2 separate regions of the Mus musculus genome follow, and region 2 is linked to region 1. A link is a contact called in public promoter capture Hi-C data. All regions are on one chromosome and are shown on one strand. The core of a region is the stretch at or near the end of the contact, and the rest is flanking DNA. Distances in the headings are between cores, read along the strand shown. Region 1 has its middle 86 kb from the start of Rrp15. Region 2 holds the start of Spata17 (spermatogenesis associated 17).

Region 1 (6,840 bases), core at 1,351-3,850:
CCGTCTGTCCCTTTTGACACTTAGAGGTTAGACCTAATAAACTCCACTACTTTATGTACTTTCTGAAATTATAAATCTTACAAAGGTCCTTAAACAAACAGAATAATATTTCAACCAAACAGACATTTCGAGCCATGCCTGTGTATAGGGTATCTTTAGGAGGCATGCAAGAACAAATCACCGCTACATCTTTCAAGTTTTGCATGACAATAAGCTTACCATTGAGTAATGAAAAATATATCTTTCATTACACAGGTTTACTTTCATTCGATGAAACAGAATACACATAGATGCATGATAGCCTTGTAGGACATTTTTTTCTCTTGCCAGGAATTACCAAGATCCTGAGATCCAGGCTCCCATTATTCCTATGTGTGAATCATTAATGAATGTGTGGGCAGCGATGTCACCAAGCAGCACCCGGGATAAATACACACTCTCCTAGTTCTGGGTTGGCTTCTCCCTGCCCTCCAGTCCCCTTCTGTAGCTGAAGTGTCCCATTCTCTTTTATTTTCTCCACCTCCCCTCCTTACCTGACCAAAGAATCAACATGGTTAAATTACCAATCCTGGCCCAGAAACATTTTTATGATCGGTTTCCAAGAATGTTAATTTATTTAGGGGTGTTAACTATGACAGTCCACTCTGACATTGTTATTTTAATTGCTTATTTAAGACATCTACCATCTCTCTCTCTGTCTCTCTGTCTGTCCCTGCCTCTCTCTGTCTCTCTCTCTCTCCACACACACACACACACACACACACACAGAGAGAGAGAGAGAGAGAGAGCATCAGACACTGAACACTTTGAAGGACAACTTCAAAATCACCTTCTGTACCTGCAAACATTCACTTTAATCTTTAAAACCGGGTGCTTTCTGGTGAATACACTGTGTGTTAAAAATGGTTTCTTTACACTCTGTCAACAAACAAAAATTGTTTCAAAAAAACTCTAAGCATGTTTTGGGACCTGTGTATTTTCTTCCTCACTTCCATCACATTTTTATAACTTTCAAGTCGAATAAGCTTCATTTTAAATGCCCATCTCTTGAACAGAATTCTAAAGAAAAATATGTGGATAGTCACCCCTAAAGATGGTTTAAATTTTTTCTCATTTGCATAGCAAGATTTAATTTCCAACCCTTAAATATGACGAATTGCTGAGATTTTCTTCAGTTAATGCCTTTAACAGCTCCCAATAAACTTCATTAATCAGGCAAGCTCAGGCCCACTGTGTAGCCTGGAAACAGCTAATTTGCTTGATGAGACCCCGACTTTAGTGAATAAACAGGTGTATAATCTGAGGGCTTTATGGCCTTAATTATAGTCTAATCAGTTCAGCGGTTGGCGGGCAAAAAAAGAAAGAAACGGGGATGGGGGAGTCTCTTTTTCTAAAAGGAGGCAGCCGTACCCTTCCTTACACTTGGACTGCTGTCCTCCACGCCTGCCTCTCCCCGTGTTTCCTGCCTTCCATTCTCCGTTCTGTTTTTCACCAAGGCCTTCCTTTCTGTGGTCCCTGCTGCAGCCGCTTCCCGTGCTCTCCCTCAAAGCCGGTCTGGCTTCCCCATCTCTGGCAGAGCACCTCCTCGGATGCTGATGTCTTCCGGGGCTGCAGGGTCACTTTGCTCCCGGCCTCCTCCACTGCTCGCGCCCCGCCCGCACCTCCCCTCCCCGGCTGAGAACCCTCCCTGTCACCCGTGGGCCGCCTACAAAATCACTTCAAGGGCACTGGAACTTAGAAGGACGAGACAAAGCTTGGGCATATGGTCCAGTCCCCAGATGTTGCCTTTCTTCTTCCCAGGCCCACCTCCCCCTTGTCTGCTGCTGGTGCAGCCTCACGCCCCCATGGCCAAGTTCACCGCTGGGGAGAAGTGGCTTCATTCTGGTTAAGTCTTTTGTTTTTTCTGGCCTTCCTTCCTAGCTGATTAGCACCACAAAGTAGAAATTTCCCTGAGCCGAGTGATTGGTGTTTTAATTCTGCAAGAAAGGGACCTCTTGTTCGTGAACAGGACGTGGGGTGCAGAGGAGGGACGCGGAAAGACGAGGTGCTATGCCCGCACAGGACGCATCTGAGTGACTTGGGCCCTGGCCACCCAAACTGTTGTCCCCAGGCCTTGGCATCTCCTCTGTCCCCGCAGGAGTGCGCGAGTGTGGGTAAGATGTATACTCGTGCAGATGACTAGTCACCCCAAAGGAAAAAACGGAACTAGTCTCAGATCCGGGTCTTGGGGATAACTGCTCCCGCTCACCGGGGTGCGTCCTGGCACCTCCGGACCCCGCCTGCAAGTGTTCCTCGACTGTTAGGTGACCCCAGTTTGGGCAGGCGGGAACTTCGCGCCTTGGGTGGAAGTGGCAGTCCTGTGATCCGCGCTCTGGCTCATCCAGAGAAAGAGGCGGGCAGGCAGCCACCTAGTGCTCCCAGGACCAGCAGAAGCAACCGGGCCCCACTGGGCTCCCCTATTTCTGACCCCTTGCGGTCAGCGGGTAGCCCCTTGATAAGCCAAAATGCTTGTGGCGGAGAGTCACGCACATGCAGGCACCGCAGCTCTGGGTGGAAGAACTGTTGCCTAAGAACAGACTTGCTGGCAGCTGGCTGTTCACTGCCAAGCCCCCAGTCTCTTAGTCATGATGGATCCGTGAGCGTCCAGAGCTAGCGCGCCCCCTCCCCCTTCTTCATCAGCTGCCTTGATCTCTGCAGAACCACCCAACTTTCTTGGAGACCGTCAACAAAAGCGTGGGGAGCGTGGGTCTTCCGCAGGCAAACAATGAAAAAACCGAGAAGCCTGTTTGCATACGCATTACCCTGAACCCGACTGCCAAGGAAGAAGCCACCGGCATGCAGCAGGACTCATCTTATCTTGCCTGTTTTCATTTGTTTACATTGGAGGACAGTGGAAAGAAATAATACTGCCCAGGAAAAATAAAAAGGCAACCACAACCTCTTCCACTCGTTTTTTTTCTCTGAGCATGTCTGAATGTCCTCTGTGAACCCTCGGACAGTTCAAAATAATAATAATAAAATAATAATAATAATAATAATAATAATTTTTTTTAAAAAAAAAGCAAATTCTAACCCACGAAAGTGAGATTACACATTTAGATATTTTGTTATTGTGCTCGCCGAACCCCATCTCAGTGATGAGCCTCTGTGAGTGTGTCCTGTTTTAGTTTGGTTTGATCTGAAATGTCCAAACCGCTGATACTAATATTTTTTAAAAAATATTTAGTCATCTTTGAAACCTAAGCTCAAAGTATATAAACCACATACCCAATAAAATCTGCTGTGAAATTTTTTACTCTTTTGCAGTAGAAAGCAGGGTTCTGTGCCAAATGACCAAATCAAAGAAAATATTGATTGCTATCTAAAAGACACGTCACAGTGTATTTCACCATAAATATCTTCAGTAAGTGGTTGAATTAGCAGAAAATTATTTAAACTGTCCATGTTACAATTGCAACTTCTTCAAAAGCAGATCATGGCAATAAGTTAAACCATTTAATCATCCAATTTGTCATAATTAAATCAAAGGTTTGGAAAAGAACAACAGGGATGTGTGTATATGGATTTTTTTTTCTTTCTTAAATTTAGAATTCATAGTCTTCTTGGACAAAAGCTGGCCTTCGACCTTTTGTTCTTTTTTTCTTCCATGAGATCATAAAAAAAGAATGTATTGTGGCTGGGTGAGTGAGACATTTCCCGAAGAACGACCACGACAGCATCTTCTACTTATCTAAACTAAATTACAGCTTAATAATATCCAGTCTTGCTGCGTGGATGCTCTCGCACACCTGAGTGGCCAGGGCATCTTACTGCCTAATTTCTCTTTTGTATTATGTCTTGGTAATGAAAATACATTATTATTTCTCTTTAAAATCCCTCTTTGCCCCCTCCCGTGTCCAAGTTCTGAAAATTCTCAAACCAGTCCTGAGAAATACAAATGCACAAAGCGACAGGCGAAGCAGGCCCCGTGTTCAGCACTCAATCATTTCCTGTCACAGGTGCAGCCACTATGCGTTATCCCGCCATGATTGATAGAGTGGGTTTCTGCAGACTGGGGGAGCCGAGGAGGCTCAGACGGGGTCCTGTCATTTGGGCTCCATTTCATGCTACCTGTAGGGAAAAGCAAATTCTTTGTGGGGATTGGCTGTTTAGTGAGTTTTAAGTTTTACTTCCTCCTATATAATAGAAAGGTCATATTCCCTAAAAGCGAAGTATAGCTTTAAGGTTGATCTTAGAACAGACGTCATGCTAGGGAAATCAAGAAGGGTAATCATAACACAATAGACCTTGTTCCATGTAGCCTGTAAGTGTGCTACAGAACACACCTACAGCCATGTGTCTTATTACTGTGTTAGTAATTACTATTTTTTAAATCCTAGTGTATTAACAGAAAAATAATAAATGCCTTATACTCCCAGATGGTCACTTGAACTTGATGGCTGTATCAGAAGATTAAACAGAGGAGTTGATGTTGTTATGAGTTAATTCACTAGAAGATGAATTATGATATTATATTCCATTCAGTAATAAACAGAATCCTTGACTAACATCCAGGTTCAGGTGTTTGCATAAAAACGCAAGACAAAAAGCGGAGTCTTTATCATCCTACGTGTGGCTATCCCTCCCGTCAGCTGGGGTGAGGGTTTTTCTGTGTTTTCTTTTGCTGTGATCAGCCAACATCTTAACTTAATTAATGTAAGATCAAGGCTGACAACCATCACACTCCTGTTATGCAAAACTGTACAATCCTCCAGGTCCTTCACTTCGTTTTGAAATGGCTAAAGGCAAACTGATTTGCATAAGGAGATCTCAGATTTTAAAATGTAAAACTTCTTGCAATGGGATTATTAAGTGGCTTTCAACGATGCCCCCAGATGTTCAGGCACCACTGCAATGCTTTAATATTGTTCTTGTGGGTTTTTTTTTTAATATACACAGTCTAATCGATTGTTTAAAATGATAGAACTGGGGAATTAAATGACTTTTTAAATGTTCCATTTTTGACGGCAGAACGTTCTTCTATATCAATACGTCTCATTTTATAACTGCAGTGAACAACATGTGTTTTGCTGAAAATTTCTGCTAACAAATTATGATCCCAAAATGTTCATTTTTAAAAAGCTGACAAATTATATCCAAATAAAAGCAGGAGCAAGCACTGCAGCTCATAAATCTCTTGCTAGAAAAGGGACCACATTTAGAAAGATTTTTTTTTCTTTTACAAATTTTCCCTGTGATTGAGACAATCTGGCAAGCTCAACATTTAAAAAATATCTGATGGCTCAAATCAACCATTTAGGTTAAAGTTTTTTTTTTTTTTTTTATAAGAAACATGTATAAAGATGCACTAAATATATACTAATGGTAATTATATAGAAATTTTTTTTCCTTTTTAAAGCAAGATTAAAATGAGAAAGGATAGAACAATATAGATGTTTCTCAGTCAGCCATCAATGTTTAGGAAGTTCTTGGAAATCACTGTACACAGTAGCAAGCAAGTGCCTACATCCACGCAACTGTGAAACTATTGTACAAGCTCAAACACTGTCTGTCATTACATCTTTAAACCTTGATGTAATAGCTTTATTTTCATCATTTTTTAAAAAGCAAGTCTTTAAATATTCAGTTGGTTCTTAATTATTTTAGCTGTTAGGAAAGTGAATTGTCACAAAGATACAGTGTTAAACCACACACCACTTTATTGCAATTAGCGTTTGGCTGTCCTGGATTCATAGTTAACTCTGTCTGTTTTGTTTTATGTTAACCGTCAAGCAAGAATAGTAGTTATGAAGTATTCATGATACAGAATATTCCATCAGCATTTGATTTATCATCAGATGAAAATCGTCCTCAGAACAACAGAACCACGGTGTATGTGCCCCTAGTGCAGGGCTTGCTGTTTGCTTGAAAGCCAGTGCATTCCTACTGAACCACACTCACAGAGCTAATATAACCCAAACCCAATGCCAGTTAAGTGAAACAGAAACTTCCTGAGATGTCAAAAGAAAATTTGATTGGCACTGGGTGTAAACGCACGCCTGTCTGCTCCGTGCTAGGTAGTAACAATTTTATCTAAATACTGATGTAGGTTGTAGTGTAGAGTGGAAGAGTTGCTTGCCCAGCATTTTCAGCAACCTGGATTCAGACCCCATCATAAATAAATATTGATGCAGGATTCAAAATTGACTGAGAGGGCAAATAAGATATCATACAGGAGCAAGCTAACCTCTTTGGAATATATTTCCCCAAATATATTATGCTAAGAGTAGACTTGAAGCTGCCAGTGTGGTCACTAGGCAAATTTGTTAAAGACCCAGGCGCTGGAGCAGAACAAACATTTTTCTGTCTCTGCAGCTTCTGGCCACAAGGACCAAAAGTGGGCAAGGCTGATTTTTCAATAACTGGTGATATTGCTTAGTCAATAAAAGCATCCATCCCCTTTGGTCTTCCAAATAAAAGTGTGCACGTACACACATACATGTTCACACATAATGGGTCTTTTCAAAGAGCAGTGTCATGATACAAGGCAGGAAGGAAAGAAAGAGAAGCAGTGTAAGGGAGTTTAAAAAGCTGACATTTAAATTATGTTCTCAACCAAGGCAAGTAATGCCACCCCGATTGCTGGGTTACGCTTTTGGAGGGTTGAAGACACTGACTGTCATGTCCAGCATTCTCAAGTTCAAAGCAGCATGAGACGTGTCCATTGTTTCTCTAAGTGACTCCAGGGAGACAAAGGGACAGATAAGGAGAAGATAGCACCATTGAAGATGATCCACCAGAAGGCAGGAGTCTCTCCTCACACACTCTCTCTTTCCCCCCAGTAGACTTCAGTAGAGTTAA
Region 2 (6,840 bases), core at 2,672-5,171, 380 kb after region 1:
TCAGTTGCTGTTGAAGGCTCAGGACTGAAGGGGTCATGCAAAGGATTTGAGCCTTGGCACTATAAAGGGAGCCTATGAGAGGTTGTTGGTGAAGCCTAGTTGTAGTGGAAGACCCCAGCATATCGGAAATGCCAGTATAATGGGATGATCACCAAGGAAAGCTGCCAACAATGGAGTGGAATCAACCAGACCCTGGAGTGCTACAGAGGACAGATCTGGAGATGCGACCCAAGCCCTCTGGAGTATCCCAGAAGGTCACACATCATGTATGGATCCCAGGCATTGGAACAAGAAGTTGTGAACTTGACCTTGCCTGGGATTCCCCAATCTGTTAGAGATCCCAGAGCCAGGGCATACCTGCTAAGGAAAGCTGCTAACAGGGAGTGGGAGAGCCCAAGAGAAAGAAGTTTGCTGTAGTCATCAACACTGAGAGGGGTTTTAACATCAGACATCAGATGTGGAGCTACCCAGCTGTTCTTGGTATTGCTTTTGTCCAGGCTTTCCTCACTATGCCACTTTGTAATGGTATCGTTTATCCTGTGATGTTTAAGGTACATGAGCTGCTTTTTTATGTTGACTTTATAGGTTATTACAGTTAAGTGACTGAATCTCAGAAAAGACTGAGCTTTGAACATTGCTGAGACTGATACAGACTATGGGACTTTTGAAGTTGGAGTACATGTATTTAGCACTATGCTTTGGCTAGGTTTGGCCCCCACAGACTCAGGTGTTTGAAAAGACTATAGGGAACTGGAATGTGGTGGTTTAAGTATGCTTTGCCCAGGGAGTGACATTATTAGGAGATGTGGCCTTGTTGAAAAAAGTGTGTCACTGTGGGGTGGGCTTGGGGACTCTCCCCCTAGCTACCTGGAAGCAAATTTTCTGTCTGCCTTTGGATAAAGATGTAGAGCTCTAAGTTTCTCCAGCCCCATGGTCTACCTAGACATTGCCATGCTCTTGCCTTGATGATAATGGACTAAACCTCTGAACTTGTAAGCCAGCTGCAATTAAATGCTGTCCTTTGTAAGAGTTACCTTGGTCATGCTGTCTGTTCATAGCAATAAAACCTTAACTAAGACATCTGGGTATCCTTTTCATATCCTGTGAAAATTACAGTTTTAGTTTTTGGTTTTTTTTTCCTCAAGAACTAGCAGAGTAGAGATAGGCAAGTTGAAATTTCTCTTTTAGGACACCAGGAATAGATAGGATTAATTTGCTTTTGAAACTGAGCCATCTCTTTTATGTTATAAATATGTCTGATACTGACTTAGCTTTAGAAATATATTCCTTGTTATTAATTACTAAAAAGCAACTTTCAAAAGATAATGTTTAGAGCAAATATTGAATCATTTTATCTGAATAAATTTTACATAGGCACCTCATTAAACTATATAAATGGTTGGGTTGAACATTTATAATCATGTATTTCATAAATATGTATCTAGACTATAAATGAATCAATAACGATTTTTGACAAATTTATAAATGAAAATTTAAAATTTACAAAGAAAAGCAATAACCAGCAGTATATAGTGAAGTTACTAACCACCTTTTAAAAATGTACTGGTTTGATGGTACGTACTTTATCCTTCACTTTTCTGTGAATTCTTGTCATAATTATGCAACTGAATGTTGTTACCCTGATCATTTACCCTTCCCAATAAACCTCTAGGCTTTGTCGTTTTTCATTTACAGATGATGAAGCTTACAGTTAGAGCGTTCAGTTTAGAGCAAACATGTAAGAGTTTATCACTAAAGTTAAAGTAACACAAAGTATTTGAACTGCGTCTCTACCTCTATACAAAACATCACTGTCTACTAGGGGAAAATTATTTTTTCATCAAAATTAAGTAAAAGTATAAAAGAAAATTCAGGAATTTTTAAAATAAAATTAAGTAAAGGTTTAATAGTAAATTCAAGAAACAGTTAAGAGTCAAAGAAACAAATTAACAAGTGAGTTGCTATTAATTTATGTTATTAGAACTTCAATGATTGTTCAAATTGAAGGCACATCAACTTACTAAATTAAGATCACTCTAGGAACTGTTATGAGTCAGAAACAAATTTTTCCAGTGATGGAGATAATGGGGCCACATTCAGAACAGTGTAAAGGGATTACACTGAAGGCTGATGCGGAGGACCACACCCCAGCAGCCATCAGTCCTGTTGTGGGTAGCACTATAGATCAGAATATCTATACCACTACTGCTGCTCGGGACACTTCTTCCCAGGTAGTGCAGTATTTAAATACACAGGCTCTATAGCTGAGTGTGATCCCTGAGTGACCTATTTCCTTTAACAGCCCACCTAACACATTCGGGCCCTCTGGATGCCAGCTAGCAGAAGGGAAACCAGCAGCTCAGTTTTGACTTAGAGCGAGCGCATCACAATTCCGTTCTCAATGTCTGCTCCACAATAGCATGAAGGAGTCAACTTGTCCCCACTGCACACTGAGGTCATGAACAAGCAGGAGCCTGCCACATAACTCTAAATGAATACTATATGATCTCTGAATGTTAAGTATAAGAATTCCATTGCGCAATGGCTATGCTTATTTAAAGATGATTAATTGGAAGCTTCGGTAATGTGATTATTCACTAAATAACTGTTGTAGCTATTCCATTTCAGGAAGCAAGACAGTACAGGCTGAAATAATGGTTAAACTAAGAGGCAAGAAAAAAAGCAACATTGGCCTACTTCTAGCAAGAAAATCCATAGTTTCTCACAAAAGTTACAAGATTGAATTATCACTGTAGTTGCTAGAGGTTCACGATGAAATAGCAAAACTATAGTTGAGATGTATGTTAGGATAAGAATAGCTTATCAGGACTTTCTCACACTGACTTGGTCACTGCTGGTCTGCTATAATTTATCACACTTTTTGTAATGTACTTTTTGTGATTCCTTCTAAGTTTTGAAAACCACTGGGCCATTGCTTCTAGTTTCAATGTCCCCTTTTCATGGAGAGGAAGTTTAGGTGTGGGGGGTGAGAATGCTGCCTTAGCTCTTGCCCATTTACTGTACCAATTATCTTGTCACAATGGTATAGAAACTTCACTTGGACAAATGAATCACAGATGAATTGAATTCTGTGATGTTTGTGAGATTAAGTGAAGCTCAAATTCCCATTTGGACATTGATATTCTGAATTCATGGAACTACCTGGGTAAGCCTGGTTAACGTTAATTAGGCCACTAGACCTACATTGTATAAAATAGGTTTCACCAAACCAAATTTCTCAGTGATTATTTTAAAATGTCGAAAAAAAAAAAGCCCCACAAAACAAAACAGTATTTTGAGGAAGACTCCCAAATGTTGCCCAGGGCAGCCTTGAATTTTCTGTGTTGCCCAGGCTGGACTGGACTCACAGTCATCCTCCTGCCTGTTTCCCCAGTCGGGGTTTACTTCATTTAGGGCGGCCCTTAATAATTCTCTATTCTGGGATCTTCCTTAGAGAATATTAACTTATTAATGACTTGTCAATGTATATATAATCCACTTGTGATTGATTATATATATATATATATATAAACTTCTGATCATGTTTGAATCCCCATGGGGAGAAGAAGAATTTAGAATTATTTCCTGAATTAAGTAATTTGTTAACAGTAAACATCTTCTGAGACCCCTCTCTTCACTACTCACCGGTTCCTAAAGTAGTACTGACTTTCTAGAAAGGGTGCCCGCGCCAGCAGCTTGGCTAAAGTAGCCATGTCCTTCAACTCCTGGAGTTCACCAAAATTGTTACTATTAGTCTCCATGGCAACTGGGCTGAACCAAGGTCACTTCCGACTTATCGGCCTTTCCTTTCACTCTGTTTCAGTTTCAAGCAACTGGACAGAGAAATCGGATTTGTACACGTGAGACCAGACTTGAGTCGACTCGCCCCTTTCTCCTGGAATTTCGAGCTGCTGATGGGAAGGGTCAGGGTAGGCTAAGGTGAGCGAATGGTCGCTTCCGGTTTCCGGTTTCCGCCTCCAGCCGGCTTCCGGAAGTTGCTCTCAAAATGCTGAAGTCCTGTGTGGAATTGGCCGGGGCTGCGGGAGTTGGAGTCGGTCCTCGGGCCTGAGCCTCGAGGCCGCGCTCCCGGGTGTCGTTGATGTTTGGGGCCGACGGGCGCCCAGCGATCGGAACCGCCGCCGGGAAGAGCTGGTGAGCCCGGCGGGCGGTTGGGAACGGGGCGAGCGAGCCGGCGAGCAGCTCGCGGGGCTCCGGGTCAGAGACGGCCGTGCACCAAGTTTCTTCAGGCCGCGTTCCCGTTGTCCCTGCCAAACCGGCCACATTGTACTAGATTCCGTGGTTGACAAGATCACAGAAATTCCCAGTCCCAGAAGTTTCTTAGTAGCAGAGACACCAGGCTCTTGTACTCCCTGCGCAGCTCGGTTCGTGTAAAGCCTAGAAGTTTTCCACCGCCCTGGAGGCTCTGTCCTAGTTTATGGGAAAGGGGCGTTTTCCAGTAGCCCCAGGTTGGAATTTGTCTTTAGGGTACCCTGGTCCACTGCTGTAAGTTTCCAAACTGCTTTCGCAAATCACACTTGATCTTTAATGACATCCCTGCTGTAGGAGACTCGCAGGTACAGAAAATTTAAGAGGCAAAGTTGTCCTGTGCCCCTGAGTACCAGAGATGATAGCTCAGTTTTGGATTTTCTAGTTGAAAACCCTGGTCGCCCAACCTCCACCCCCACCCCCACCCCCCGTTTGTTCCAACGCTTTTCAGAGAAACGTTAGTGTAACAAGAAAGTAGATGTCTTGCGGTCCATCTTGAAACATAAAAATCTGACCAGTAAGTCAAGAACTGTGATTTTTAAAGTTCCTGCCAGTGGGCTGTGATGTCTGATTGTTTAGCATCACCGATAACTGAAAAGTTAAAAGAATATCTTAGGTCAGATGGCTTATTTGGTTCCTCTCTAGAGACCATTTCTAACCAGTGTTGTTTTTCTTGTAGCTTTTAAGTTCTCACGATTTTCAGTTAGAATACTAGGAGAAGCTTTTTATTTTTTTTTTTTATTTTTATTTTTATTTTTTTAAAGATTTATTTATTTATTATATGTAAGTACATTGTAGCTGTCTTCAGGGATACCAGAAGAGGGAGTCAGATCTTGTTACGGATGGTTGTGAGCCACCATGTGGTTGCTGGGATTTGAACTCTGGACCTTCGGAAGAGCAGTCGGGTGCTCTAACCCACTGAGCCATCTCACCAGCCCAGGAGAAGCTTTTTAAATGAGCAATTGTAATTGTTGCACTCAGCTTGGAACAAGAGACGCAGGTCACAATGCACTAGTTTTTCTTAGCTTTGGCAGTTGTACATGTGGTAGGAACCACCACAGAAAACAAGATAAAGGAACTTCCCTACATCCTGGTGTTTCCTCTAAAGTGTACTTAATGCTTCAATGTTCAGAGCCTGGTAAGGAACGGAAGTGTTCAGTAGATTGGTCTGGTCCTAATAGAAAGGAAGTCATTTGTGTGCTAGTTGACATAAACACACAAACCAACCGGTGACCCCATTTATTCTTCATTGTGCTTTCTGTCTCCTATCATGCATAGATAGCGCTGTGTATTACTGGCTATTACTTGACGCGCTATTACTCTAAACTGGAGTTACTTGCAGTAGTGTTTTTACTTGCTAAACAACTCATCTTTTGTAATGAGTGAGACCAGAATATCATTAGCACCTATCAGCTGGTGCTTTTGAAAGAAAGTCTTAAAATGAGTCAGTCTCTCTCTCTCTCTCTCTCTCTCTCTCTTTGGTTTTTTTTGAGACAGGGTTTCTCTGTGTAGCTCTGGCTGTCCTGGAACTCATTCTGTAGAACAAGCTGCCCTTGAACTCAGAAATCTGCCTGCCTCAGCCTCCCAAGTGCTGGGATCAAAGGTGTGTGCCACCACTGGCCACCTTAAAATGAGTCTTAACTGTCCGAAGAAGCGTGTTACACAAAACCAGGACCTTTCTTTTCTAGTTAGTGTGCATGCCAGTCCACTGTTGTCTTCCCCTCCTGCCTTCCCTTCTTCACCAGCAATCTCCCTTTCCTCTTGGCTCTCTTTCCCTTTCTGAGGCTGAATTTTGCTCTATAGCCCAGGCTGATTTCCTCCTAGAAGTTGTCCTGTCTCAGCCTCCCCAGTACAGGAACTACAGGCACGTGCTGCCTTGCCCAGGCTTTGATATTTCTTAATACAGTTTTTTTGTTTCATTCTTTGAAATGCCTTTCACGATTCTTTTATCCAGGTTGTGAAATCCCCATGCTATTGGCTGTTGCTACCACTAAGTAGTTAACTGGCCTTGGTTCTATCTGTGTATGCCATCTTATGTAAATCCTCAGTGATTGGCACCATACATTTTTTATGGCCTAGATAAGGTGACAGCAGAGGCGAAGATAATTTAAATAACTACTCTAAGCGATCTGCAGTATGATCCTAGTGTACTTAAATTCCCCATCGCCCTAATGTACTCAAGTTCTGTCTGACTAAGGTTGTATCTCTAGACATCTATGAATTAGAAAACAGACACCCAGATTTGTAGACTAGCCTGTAATTTCCTAGATAGCCCCCCCCCATTTTTAACTGTGTTTTGTTTTAACAACAATAAAAAGCCATTGAAATGCGATCTGGACCTTTGCCTCTGCAATTTCATTCTTGATTTTTTTTTTTTTTTACATCTGGAATAATAAAAACTGCTTGTCTTGAGTAGCTGGGGTTTGTTTGTTTTCTGATTGGTTAGGGTCTGGAACTCAGTCTCCTATACTGTTAGCTTTGCTTGATTCTACATATTCCTTCAGTTAAAGATCAAAGCAGTAGACAGTATAATTTGGCGCAAATACTTGTGGGGAGCTTCTTAGCATCCGTCGT

Evidence for each region. Promoter capture Hi-C pulls out the DNA fragments that hold promoters and counts their contacts.
Region 2: a promoter capture Hi-C map of trophoblast stem cells shows a contact between it and region 1, with 4 times the contacts expected there. The contact joins the promoter of Spata17 here to the enhancer-like site in region 1. A contact is called at or near these places in 14 of 39 promoter capture datasets (the 3T3-L1 cell line, cranial neural crest, embryonic stem cells and 7 more), 8 of 484 Hi-C or Micro-C datasets (the HPC-7 cell line, cerebellum, cerebral cortex and 4 more) and 12 of 115 datasets of contacts at active chromatin or transcription factors (cardiomyocytes, differentiating embryonic stem cells, embryonic basal ganglia and 5 more).

The regions. Positions count from the first base shown.
Region 1 is chr1:186,831,936-186,838,775 of GRCm38.p6, forward strand. No RefSeq gene overlaps it. Among named protein-coding and RNA genes, the nearest start is that of Rrp15, 86 kb to the left of the region's middle. Within about 2 kb of position 2,601, at least 48 of the 459 cell types and tissues checked have an H3K27ac peak or open chromatin away from gene starts, as enhancers often do. A contact at or near this core is called in cerebellum, differentiating embryonic stem cells, neural progenitor cells and 1 more, where this site is marked.
Region 2 is chr1:187,211,525-187,218,364 of GRCm38.p6, forward strand. It overlaps Spata17 (spermatogenesis associated 17), which reads right to left and starts at 3,922. Exons shown (of 10, transcript NM_028848.3): 1 at 3,646-3,922. The coding sequence starts at 3,761. Gpatch2 (G patch domain containing 2) reads left to right here and starts at 3,987. Exons shown (of 10, transcript NM_026367.4): 1 at 3,987-4,152. The coding sequence starts at 4,100.